Regions from separate parts of the Ovis aries genome. Here region 1 is linked to region 2. Evidence: chromatin contacts called from public Hi-C data. All regions are on one chromosome and are shown on one strand. Each heading gives the region's core, a stretch centred on a gene start, on an enhancer-like site or on the middle of the called end of the contact. The rest is flanking DNA. Distances are from core to core; before and after follow the strand shown.

What was found. Hi-C and Micro-C count contacts between places; a contact is called where the count stands out from the background.
Region 1: a contact with region 2 is called in a Hi-C map of hypothalamus, with 4 times the contacts expected there. The contact joins the promoter of SNAI2 here to the enhancer-like site in region 2. A contact is called at or near these places in 6 of 16 Hi-C or Micro-C datasets (hypothalamus, liver, mixed tissues and 3 more).

What each region holds. Positions count from the first base shown.
Region 1 is chr9:32,951,948-32,957,613 of ARS-UI_Ramb_v3.0, forward strand. SNAI2 (snail family transcriptional repressor 2) reads right to left here and starts at 1,594. Exons shown (of 3, transcript NM_001126342.1): 1 at 1,516-1,594; 2 at 281-826. The coding sequence starts at 1,594.
Region 2 is chr9:32,698,393-32,703,712 of ARS-UI_Ramb_v3.0, forward strand. The region is part of intron 1 of LOC132657166 (a long non-coding RNA gene); the gene reads left to right. Among named protein-coding and RNA genes, the nearest start is that of TRNAR-CCU, 87 kb to the right of the region's middle. Within about 2 kb of position 1,354, at least 17 of the 54 cell types and tissues checked have an H3K27ac peak or open chromatin away from gene starts, as enhancers often do. A contact at or near this core is called in hypothalamus and tail adipose tissue, where this site is marked.

The sequences.
Region 1 (5,666 bases), core at 344-2,843, 250 kb after region 2:
CTCCAAGCACATCTCTCCTGATTTGCTAATTGATCTTTGAGACCAAACCTCCTGAATCTAACTTTCCAAAGTCTAAATGCTGTTTGCAGTCTCGGGAGCAGAGGCTGTGAGCAAGCAGTGGAGCCCTTTGTGCTTTGACGACTTTTTGAGTCGTCAGGAAGTAGCTAAAACCGAACATCCATCATCAAAAGTACTGTGTCACCACTTAAGGCAAATCGGACAGCCAGCCCAGAGCTTCCTTCTGCTGGACGGCGACACCCTGACTATGTGTTTCTCTTACCAGTGTGAGTTCTGATGTGTCCTTGCAGTAACCAGGGTCTGGAGAACGCCTTGCCGCAGATCTTGCAGACACAAGGTAAGGTGTGCGTCCGAATGTGCATCTTGAGGGCGCCCAGGCTCACGTATTCCTTGTCACAGTACTTACAGCTGAAGGATTTCCTGGACTGGGCGTCACAGTGCAGCTGCCTGTGTTTGCCCAGCCCTGAGAAGGTCGAATAGGTTTTATTGCATAAATTGCACTGAAACTTTTCAGCTTCGATGGCGTGGGGGTCTGAAAGCTTGGACTGTAGCCTTTCTTCTTCGTCGCTAATGGGGCTCTCGGAGCCGCTGTGGTCCTTGGATGAGGTGTCGGACGGAGGAGGGGGACTCACGCGCCCCAAGGATGCGGGGTATCCGGACAGAGGGGATAGGCCGGCGGGCAGCGGGGCGTGGAAGGGAGAGGCGGTGGTCCACACGGCGATCGGGCTGTAGGCTCCCGACCTGAGGACCTCCGGCTGCGGGATGACAGGCACCGGGTAGCCCTCGTAGAGACACGGGGAGATAATCACTGCGGAGAAAGGAGAGGAGCGGGGCGTGAGACAGAGGGCACCGTGAAAGCGCAGTGACGAGCCAGGCTGCCTGCGCAGGGAACGAGGAGACAGACTCCCCAGGAGCAGGCAGGCGCTGGGAGGACATTAGTTTTCCGCCGCTGCTGCTCGGGGTCACTGCGCTTAAGGCTCATTTGTGCACCCCCCCCCACCCCCGGCCCCGCACACGACCGAGTGTGGGGGGCTGCCCGACCAGCGAGTGCAGGGGGAAACCTACCCACTTTCTAAAGATACAGAAAAGTTCTCTTCCATCTTATGCGTGGGGTACTTGCTTGGCTCACGCCGGTAAGTACAAGGATTGGCGTAAATCAAGCCGCTTTCTGGAGGAAAGGAGCCTTATTACATGAAAAAGGCAATAATTCAACGTTCACCCACTGCCTCACCCAGCCTCCACGTCCTCATTATGCAAGTATGTACACGCTGCGGAACGTGACGTCGCAAGAGCCCAGGGAAGATCTCCTCGCCAGCTCAGAGTGTGGAAGTTTTGAATTAAACCCGAGCCCAAACGATCTGAGGAAGGACCGCTCTTTCGGGAGCAGATAGCCTGGGTGTCCAGCTCTTTCGTATCAAAGTCGAGCGGCGGCACACCCCTGTCGTTACCTATTTACAGACTGAGATGCGGACATCTGACCCCCACCCCGCCCCTTACCTGTGTGTGTGTCCAGCTCGCTGTAGTTGGGCTTCTTGGAGGCGTTGAAATGCTTCTTGACCAGGAAGGAGCGCGGCATCCTGGCGGCGGCGCGGGGCGCGGGGCGCGCGGTCCTACAGCATCTCTGCCCCGCAGGTGCGCGCGCGGCGCCGCCAGGTCGCGGGCTCCTCGCGGACTGAGCCCGCGGTGGCGGCGGGGAGGCCTTTTTTTCCTCTCTTTTGCGAGAAGGGTCCAATCACAGCCGAGAGGTTCAGATTTCAGCTCCTCCCTCTGGGCCAGCTGTGAGCAGAGGAGGAATCTGTTGTCAGACTAAATTATTCTGGTTCAAAATGGGCTGTGCCCCGAGCTTTCAGTGGAGAGGAAAAAAGTGCTTCAGTCTTTTCGGGAGAGGTCGTTTTCCTTCCTGATCGCAGAGCCGGGCGTCCTTGTTCCGGGCGCGCTGAGTCCGCCGGCCGGGCCTGGCTTTCAGGTGCGGGCTCCGCGCCGGCTAGGAAGGCTGGGCTCTAGGCTCCCGGAGCCTCGCGGCTTTGGAGAGCTTTGGCGCGCACAGGGACGGAGCAATTCACTCCTGGCTTTTGAAAAAGGAAGGTAGCGGCGAGGACAAAGCCCCAGTGAGTGAGCCGCGGGCCTGCAAGGGGGCAGCCCGGGTCGAGACCCGCCTGCTTCGCGCGCTTGGGGATGCGCTTCGTGTCCTGGCGGCTCGGGGTGGGGAAGAGGGGCGCTTCCTCGGGAAATAAAGCGGTCGTGTCACTTGTTAACTTTGGGGCTTGAAAGAAGCGCTTTGTGGCCCCCAAAGGACCCACGTTCAGGGAGAAGCAGGCCCCCCAGGATGAGAGGGAAGGATGAACTAAGGTCCCTGTCGTGGGAATCTGGAACCCTCTCCCAGAGGCCTCTGAGAAGCGCTTCTATCTTTTCACGCATCATTAGGTTTTTTTTTTTTTTTTTAATGGAAAAAAGCCTGAATGGGCCGTTAGGGACAATAGTTTCAAACATTTATTTGCTTTCTGTGGTGCTGTTTTTTCAGTATAAAGTCACCGCATCATCTCTCTGCCCCTCTCCTGTGTGGCGTTTGTAAGGAAAGGGTGCCTCCTCTAGCGCTTGAGTTTCTAAACTAGCCGGGTAACTAGCAAAAACACCTTGATTTTGTGTACGGTATTGAGTCTAAAAATACACTAAAGTGGCTGGTTGTAAAAATGACATTTCAACCATGTTTTCAAGCATCTCTTCTCCTTTCCACCTCTTGCTTAAAGATTAAGGAAAGAACAAATTTGCAATCAGACCACCCTACCCTTGATTCGAACAGGTGCTGGGAGAAAAAAAAAAAAAGTGGAAAAATAACAGTTGAAGTCAAGACTTGCAAGAGGAAGGCGCATGTCTGGCACATAACTTCTTAATCTTGCGGTGAGGCGGCAGGGAGGGCGGGGCCCCAGCTGCCTCGCTATTGTGCAGGATCCCTTTACCTTCCTCCTAACAGTCACTGGTTCAAACACCAGAGAAAGGAATTTAGATGAAACTTTATGTTGAAAGAAGCAGTTTTCATGGGTGCCAGGAAAATATGAATATGCATCAGAGTCCTCCACAAACCGTGAACTGCAGGATAACCCAGAGCAACTTTCCGAACTTCTGTTTTGTGAGGGAGTGGCTACTCACTCCAGTATTCTTGCCTGGAGAATTCCATGCACAGAGGAGCCTGGCAGGCTACAATCCATGGGGTGGGTTTCAAAGAGCTGGACTCGACTGAGCGACTAGCACTTTCATTTCAGATTGGCCGGTTTATTGGGACAGGAGCTCTCCTCGTCCCTCCCAGCCCGCTTCCTGCAGGAGGCACTTTCTCATGGACGCGACCCCCTTGAGAAAACCCAGATGCCAATGCACTGACTTCCCCCTTCAGCTCCACCCTGAGTCTGCTCAGCACAGTGAGGGGGCTGGAGGCATTCTGGTGTGTGTTTGTTGGTTGATAATTATGGCACAGGATGACCTGCTTAAGTGTGTATGTGAACAATCTGCTCTAAGAGTTGAACAGTATTTCACTCCTCAAGGGAAAGCCCTTGAATCTGGGTTACAGATGCCTCATCACGTGGACATCGGGCAGAGTTGGGACGTGTTCCGAGCCGGGACGTGCTGGGCTGCGAGGGTGTCAGGAGCCTGTCTGAGGCGTGTTCTTGCACAGGTCTGCCAGGCTTGTGTGAGGTCCGCTCTGCTGCAGGAAGGGCCAGCCCCAGGTGAGTCAGGGCACAGGTGCCCCGCTGAGACACCTTGGGGCTGGTGAGGATGGCAGGATGGAGGGGACCATTGGGACACCCCCCCGCGAGAAGACCCACTGCAGGGATTCTGGTCAGACCTGTGGAGGTTCCTCTCATGTGGGCCAGAAACTGGCCCAGTCACTGCCCAGGACAGAGCCCTACATGGAGGCATGGACCCCTGGCTTCCATGTGTCACTGGGGCAGTCACTGCCCAGCACAGAGGCCTGCATGGAGGCAAGGACCCCTGGCTTACACATGTCATTGGGGCAGCACACTCCCAACCTGGGTCTTATTCAGCAAGAAACCAGTCCTGGGCTGATGGCTTAGGTGGCCAGGAACAGTGAGGAAGGACACTTGTCCCGAGATGTTACTGACTCACAGCCCAGTCAGGGAGCAGCTGGGGGCACAGGTGTGCCCCCCGACAAGGGACAAAGTGGGGACAGACTCAGGGTGGCTCTGATGTGGGGCAGAGACGTGAGGGGAGGGTGGATGGTCTGAGGGCAGTGTCCAGGCTCCCTGGCTCTGACGCCCCAGAGAATCTCGGTTCTCCTGGAGGAAGTGGGGCTCTAACAATACCCACCCCGTGGCTGAGTCCCACTGGTAGGAGTGCCTCGCCTTACCTGTGATCTGTGGGGAGGCCCACATCACCTGGTTCCTTACTCATCACAAAGTTTATTAGTCAGGACCTGGTGTGGCTTAGCAGGCAGTCTCTCCTTTGCTCTGTTTTCTGAAGAAGCTGATGGAGAAGACTTGTAGACAACTCTGTGACCTCGTTGGGGGCCAGCCCTTCCCCACGGCTCCCTGTGCCAGTGGGGTTTCTCCCAGACCCAGGCTTTTCTGTGAAAGACATATTCTTGCCTTGCCAATTTGGGGAGTAAAGTAGATGCATGAGGTTTGGGAGTGCATCTCAGGTCTGTGTACTTTGCAGGAAGATTTGTGCGCAGGTAGGTCCTCAGGTATGGGAGCAGCAGTACAGATACTGAGCTAAGGAAACAGGGTGATTCCAGCTCCAGAAGAAGCCACAGCTCAGCCAAGGCAGAGAACCAGCTCCTGAGACCACGGCGTCTTTTCCGACTTCAGTTTGGGCCATTACCCTGGTGTGGGCGGGGGCGGGATTACCTCTGTTGAAAGACATGCAGTCACGGAATGTCGCTGGTTTGACTGTGATATCCAGAGAATATTAGAGCGTGCAGCTAACTTCTTAACTATTTAGACAGTAACAAAGTGTCGTGATACTGAACTTTGACGTTTGAATGACAAACGTGAGCGGCCTCATGGTATTGTGTGTCTATGTGTTGCTCTAACTCATGATGGAACTCAGCTTTAGGTAAAGTCAACCAGCCCCTGAAAGAGAAGTAAATGTTTCCTTGGATTCCTGGGTTTCTCTGTCTGTAAATTATGTTCGGTACTCTTCCTTTATTTCTTTTATGGTGATTTGGGGACAAATATTTCCCAAGGCAGAAGGGAGACAATCAGAATGCTTGTTGGGTTTTGCTAAGATGTTCTGAGCTTTGTGACAAGCAGGGTCCCTTTCCTCCAGGGATGTGGATGGAACTCAGGTACACACGTGTGTCTGCTCAGGGAGGTCAGTGTGAGCCTCTGTGTGTGTGTGTGTGTGTGTGTGTGTGTGTGTGTGTGTGTGTGTGCATGCGCTCAAGGGAGAACCGGGGTAAGGAACCATGGGGAAGCGTGCTGTCTGTGAACTCTGTCCTGTGTGGTATGTCGGTGTTCGTCCGTCCTGGGTGTCCGGGGCCTCCAATGCCAGTCTCCCAGCCACAGGCTCTGTGTGAGTCCATCTGGCTCTGATGTTGTGGTCAGGAGACACCACAAATGCTGTGCATCTGACACCAAACAGAAAATCATGCTGAGCGTGGGAGCAGCATGAGATGCATTTTGTGTTGAATCCCT
Region 2 (5,320 bases), core at 104-2,603:
TCCTGTAAAAACAAAATGTTTGAGCACTGGACGAGTGGCTGGTGCCCTGCAGTGTCATTATGTATTGAGATGACTGCTTTATTTAGTTCCAGTCAGCTCAAGCCCCTGTGGCTCCTGGCTGTGTTGTGAAGCTCTACACACAGACCCTCTGGAAATGACGGGAGACCTCAAGGGGAGAGGGTGCCCCCCTGGGTCAGGAGCAGCCACATACCCCTCATCTCTTACTTCCCTCCCTGGAACCGTAACCCAAAGTGAGGAGACGCTGGCATTCCTGGCAGTGCTCAGTGTTGGATTCATCCACCCATCCATCCACTCATCAGCCCATCCATCATTCAATCGACATCGCCAATTCAATGGACATGAACTTGGGCAAACTCTGGGAGACGGTGAGGGGCAAGGAGGTCTGGTGTGCTGCAGTCCATGAGGCAGCAAAGAGTTGGACACGACTTAGCAACTGAACAACAAACATCCATTTAGCCATCTATTCATCCATTCACTCATCCATCCATCCTTCTGTGAACAAATACTTCTTGAGCACGTTAAACACTTGGTCACATTCGGTGCTTTTCCAGGTACATGAATTTAGAGTCACACAGCAATTCTTAGAATAGTTGCAGAATCAAATTTAGTGTAAGAGCAGAGTTAAATACTAAAATTATGTTTAAAAGTTCTCCTTCTCAAAGTGATGCCAACTGAGAGGGTGACTCCAAGTGGGAGCAGGTGGGTGAAACAGGTGAAGGGATGCTGAGCGTCCAGTGTTTGGAGGGTCCTCCCGAGTGAGGTGGTGACTGCCTGCAGCACCTGGGGTCCTGCACCTGTAGCAGGTGTGAGGTACTCGTTCAGTACAGGGGCGTGTGGTTCTCAGAGAGGGTGTTGGTGATGGAGGGCAGGTTTGGGAGCTACATGGCTTCCCCCTGGCTTGGAGGCCTGGGTTAGATGAAACTGAGCAGGGGCCCTGGTGGAGCTCAGGAAGGGAAGTGAATCAGAAATCTAAGTGGAGGGAATGGACGCAGAAGAAGCTGTGAGCCACAGCGCCCTTGGGAGGCTGGTGTTTCCCCAGGGAGGGGTGGCACAGAGGTCAGAGGAGGCTGGGCCAGGTCTGGGCGTGCTGTGGGGAGTGGTGCCCAGGAACTGCCTGGAGGAGGTGCTTACTCTGAGCCTGAGCCCCTCCTCGCCCCCCTCCTTCTCCACTGCTTGTCCGGGAACTGGGCCTTGTGGGTGGGAACAACTCTGGCCAAGAGGAGAGACGCCGGATGGAAGCATAGCTGCACATTTTGTTCTGTGTGTGGTGGACAGCGCCGGCGAGGTGGCCTGCAGCCCTCTGGCCCATGTTTGTGTCATGAGAAGGCACTGGGCCAGGGCCCTTTTCTCTGTTCCTGGGGCAACAACAGATCAGCACAGACTGGGCCTTGTGCACAGAAGAGCCTCACTCCTTGAAGCTGGACGTCCATGCAAGAGATGTTAAATGTGGTATACAAATACACACAGAAATTTATGAGTGTATATAATACATATATAGCATTTGGAATGAAACACTTCTATATCCCAGCAAAATGCATTTCTCTCTGGGTAGGTGAGAGAGCTGGGTGTATGTGCAGCCTGGGAAGGATTTGTTTGCAGGGGAATTAATGAAATCTTACAGTTACGTAAATCACCAATTACATGGTCGGCTTCTTTCTAAACCTTTACAAGTTCACATAAATACTTTAATCTAATTGCCTTGAAGTCCCACTGTCGTGAAATTCCTGCAGCTCCAGCCCCCAATACAGGGCTCAGATCACTCCCCTCGGTTTGGGGAACACCTTGATGGTGTGCTGGCAGAGCTGGGGTAGGGGAGAAATGGGGTCCGAGCAGACCCACCTGCAGGGCTGGACAGCAACTAGAGAGTCCTGCTTTAGTCCCAGGTCTGGATGGACACACAGGCAGGCGTGGGGTTCTGTTTGGCAGAGGTTAGTGGGGCAGGCCTGTGGGCAGGTGTGGAGGTATGCTCCCCCTTGGTGCTGGCGCTGGGGCCTAGCTGGGGGCTGGGGGGGTTACAGGCAACCATGGGGAGGGACCTCCAGAGGGGGAGGAGGGGCCTGCAAGCACGGAGGCCCAGTCTTTCCTGGGGCCACTTGCCCACCTCTGATTCCAGACTTCCATAGCAGGCTGCCTTTCTCACATGAAGCCCTTTCCAGCTGATTTCCGTCCATTAGGGAATGAAGGCAGTTAGTGGCAGTTTAGGAAAATGTTAAACTTCACGTGTGGAAGTGGCGTTTTCATACCAAGTTCCCATCTGCACACACACTTGACACACCAGTCCTCCGGCGCTTTTAGGACAAGATCTGTGCCTTGTTGATGTTCACCCAAGGAAGACGCCTGGCTCCTTGAGGAACCTCCACTCACGGGCTGGCTTGACTTTTTTCCAGCAGATGGGGAAACGGGGGTTGTGGTGTGTCCATGCACCCCTAGCCAAGGCCCAGGCGGCTGAGACTGGGGGCTCCTGAGGCTGGGGTCCGGGCCCTCTGCCAGCCCCAGGCGGGGTCGCATTCCACAGGCTCTCAGGGAGCCCACGCCAGCTCCAGCTCACTCTGTCAGCACCTGCTGGGGAGGCTATTGATTACGCAGGTCTCTGTGGGTGGCCTCTCCCCTGGGAGCCTGTCCCAGCCACGGCCAAAGCCTGTGTGAGTGAGAACACTCGGCGTGGCTGCAGGAAGGCCAGCTGCATGGACTTGTGTGAGCACCAGGCTGCCTTGGGGTTCCCCCGGCAGCGTGGAGCCACTGGTTGCCCGGGTCAAAGGTGGCCCCCTTCCCGGGTGCGTGGGGGGTCTTGCCCTGGGCCTGGCCTGTGCCTGCTCCTCTGGGGAGGGCTCTGTGTCTTCTCTGTGCAGCCCAGCAGCTAGGCCTTGGACAATGTGGGGAGGATGACGGCCAGTTCCCCACCCCTGCCCCCGCCCGCCACCACCTGCTTGCCGTGGCTGGGATTTCACTGGACTGGGGAGGAATTCTTTCCAAGGAGTCCCTTCTGGAGGCCTCATCTTTCCTCTGGTAATTTATGAGACATTTGCTGTTGCATCTGGACCCTCCCTCAGGGTTTTGAGTGTTACTGTAAAGGTTTTATTCTCACCCTAAAAGTGCAAGACAATTGCTAGTTTTGTTCCAGGAAGTCTATGACTTTTAAGAATGAAGAAAGAGTCTTTTCTAAGAGATGTGTATAGCTAGCTGTGTGACCTGAGTGTGCTGTCATCATCTTTCTGGACCTGAGACCACACTTCAGTGAGCAGGCGACTGTCTAGATCCGGCATAGACCCACCACGCCCCGATATCCTGACCACCTCTGCACAGTCAGAGAAACGGTGCCTGGTGTCGACCGAGAGTCCATTGAACAAAAACGGCTGGATCAGGTCTTCCTAGAGCAGTGCTGATGGGGTGGGGAGCCTGGGAAGATGAGCAGCAAAGGAAACAGCAGAAAGAGCACTTCAAACGTGTTGGCAGTGGTCTAATCTGGCTGGGCAGAGTTGGAGCCTCCACTCTGCACTCATCTGTGTGGCCTCAGGGTAGGGCTGCTCTCTCTGATCCTGACCTCAGGCCAGGGGAGCTCAGAGGGTGGTCAGGAGGCTCAGAGCTGTGACCAGGCTGTGGGCTTGGGGAATGGGTTCCTGCTTTAGCGTGCAATAGTTTTCATCAGCCACATTCTGGTTTGTAGCAGCTTGGGTGACTTCCCTTAATTCACGCCTGGTTCTGGGTTCTGACCTGGGGACAAGGCAGTGGAGGCAGGAGAGGAGGTCAGCCTGGTTCGTGGTCAGGGGCCAGGCATGGGGACAACGGCCATGAACCTCAGTCCACAGAAAGTCTCTTGACCACATAACACTATGAGAAACTACCTGCTTTTTTTCTCTTGGCTCTGAAACTTGTGTGGAGTTTGCAAAACATAGAACTTCATATAGCTGAAGTATAGAGCTTCATTTAGCCAGTCTTTGAGAACAGGTCTGCTAGTTAAAAACTGTTAATATCTCAGTTTTCCTTTGTCTAAGAATTTTGTATTTCCTCTTCCTTCTGCAAGTGTGGTTTCAGTTCAGTTCAGTTCAGTCGTTCAGTCGTGTCCGACTCTGTAACCCCATGGATGGCAGCACGCCAGGCCTCCTTGTCCATCATCAACTCCCAGAGTTCACTCAAACTCATGTCTATTGAGTCAGTGATGCCATCCAACCATCTCATCTTCTGTCATCCCCTTATCCTTCTGCCTTCAATCTTTCCCAGTATCAGGGTCTTTTCCAATGAGTCTGTTCTTCGCATCTGGTGGGCAAAGTATTGGAGTTTCAGCTTCAGCATCAGTCCTTCCAATTAATATTCAGGACTGATTTCCTTTAGGATGGACTGGTTGAATCTTCTTGTAGTCCAAGGGACTCTCAAGACTCTTCTCCAACACACAGTTCAAAAGCATCAATTTTTCAGCAGTCAGCTTTCTCTATAGTTCAACTCACGTTCATACATGACTACTGGAAAAACCATAGCTTTGACTAGACAGACCTTTCTTTGCAAAGTAATGTCTCTGCTTTTTAATATGTTCTCTAGGTTTGCAATAGCTTTTCTTCCAAGGAGCAAGTGTCTTTTAATTTCATGGCTGCAGTCACCATCTGCAGTGATTTTGGAGCCCCCCAAAATAAAGTTGTCACTGTTTTCCACTGTTTCTCCATCTATTTGCCATGAAGTGATGGAACCAGATGCCATGATCTTTGTTTTCTGACTGTTGAGCTTTAAGCCAACTTTTCCACTCTTCTCTTTCACTTTCATCAAGAGACTCTTTAGTTCTTCACTTTCTGCCATAAGGGTGGTGTCATCTGCATATCTGAGGTTATTGATATATCTCCTGGCAGTTTTGATTCCAGCTTGTGCTTCATCCAGCCCAGCGTTTCTCATGATGTACTCTGCATAGAAGTTAAATAAGCAGGGTGACAATATACAGCCTTGACGTACTCCTTTCCCTATTTGGAACCAGTCTGTTGTTCCATGTCCAGTTCTAACTGTTGCTTCCTGACCTGTATACAGATTTCTCAAGAGGCAGGTCAGGTGGTCTGGTATTCCCATCTCTTTAAGAATTTTTCACAGTTTGTTGTGATAAGTGTGGTTTGTGCAAACGTGAACTTCTGGTTGATGGTTCTTTCCTCTCAGCACTTGAACCTGGTCATGCTGCTTCTTTCTGGTCTGCTAGATTTCAGATCACAAATCCCCTGTTATCAACTTGTTCTTTAGTAAGTAATGTGTCAGTTTTCAAGATATTTTTCTTCATCTTTAGTTTTCAGAAGTTCCACGTTGATGTGCTGGCGTGAGTTTCCTTGGG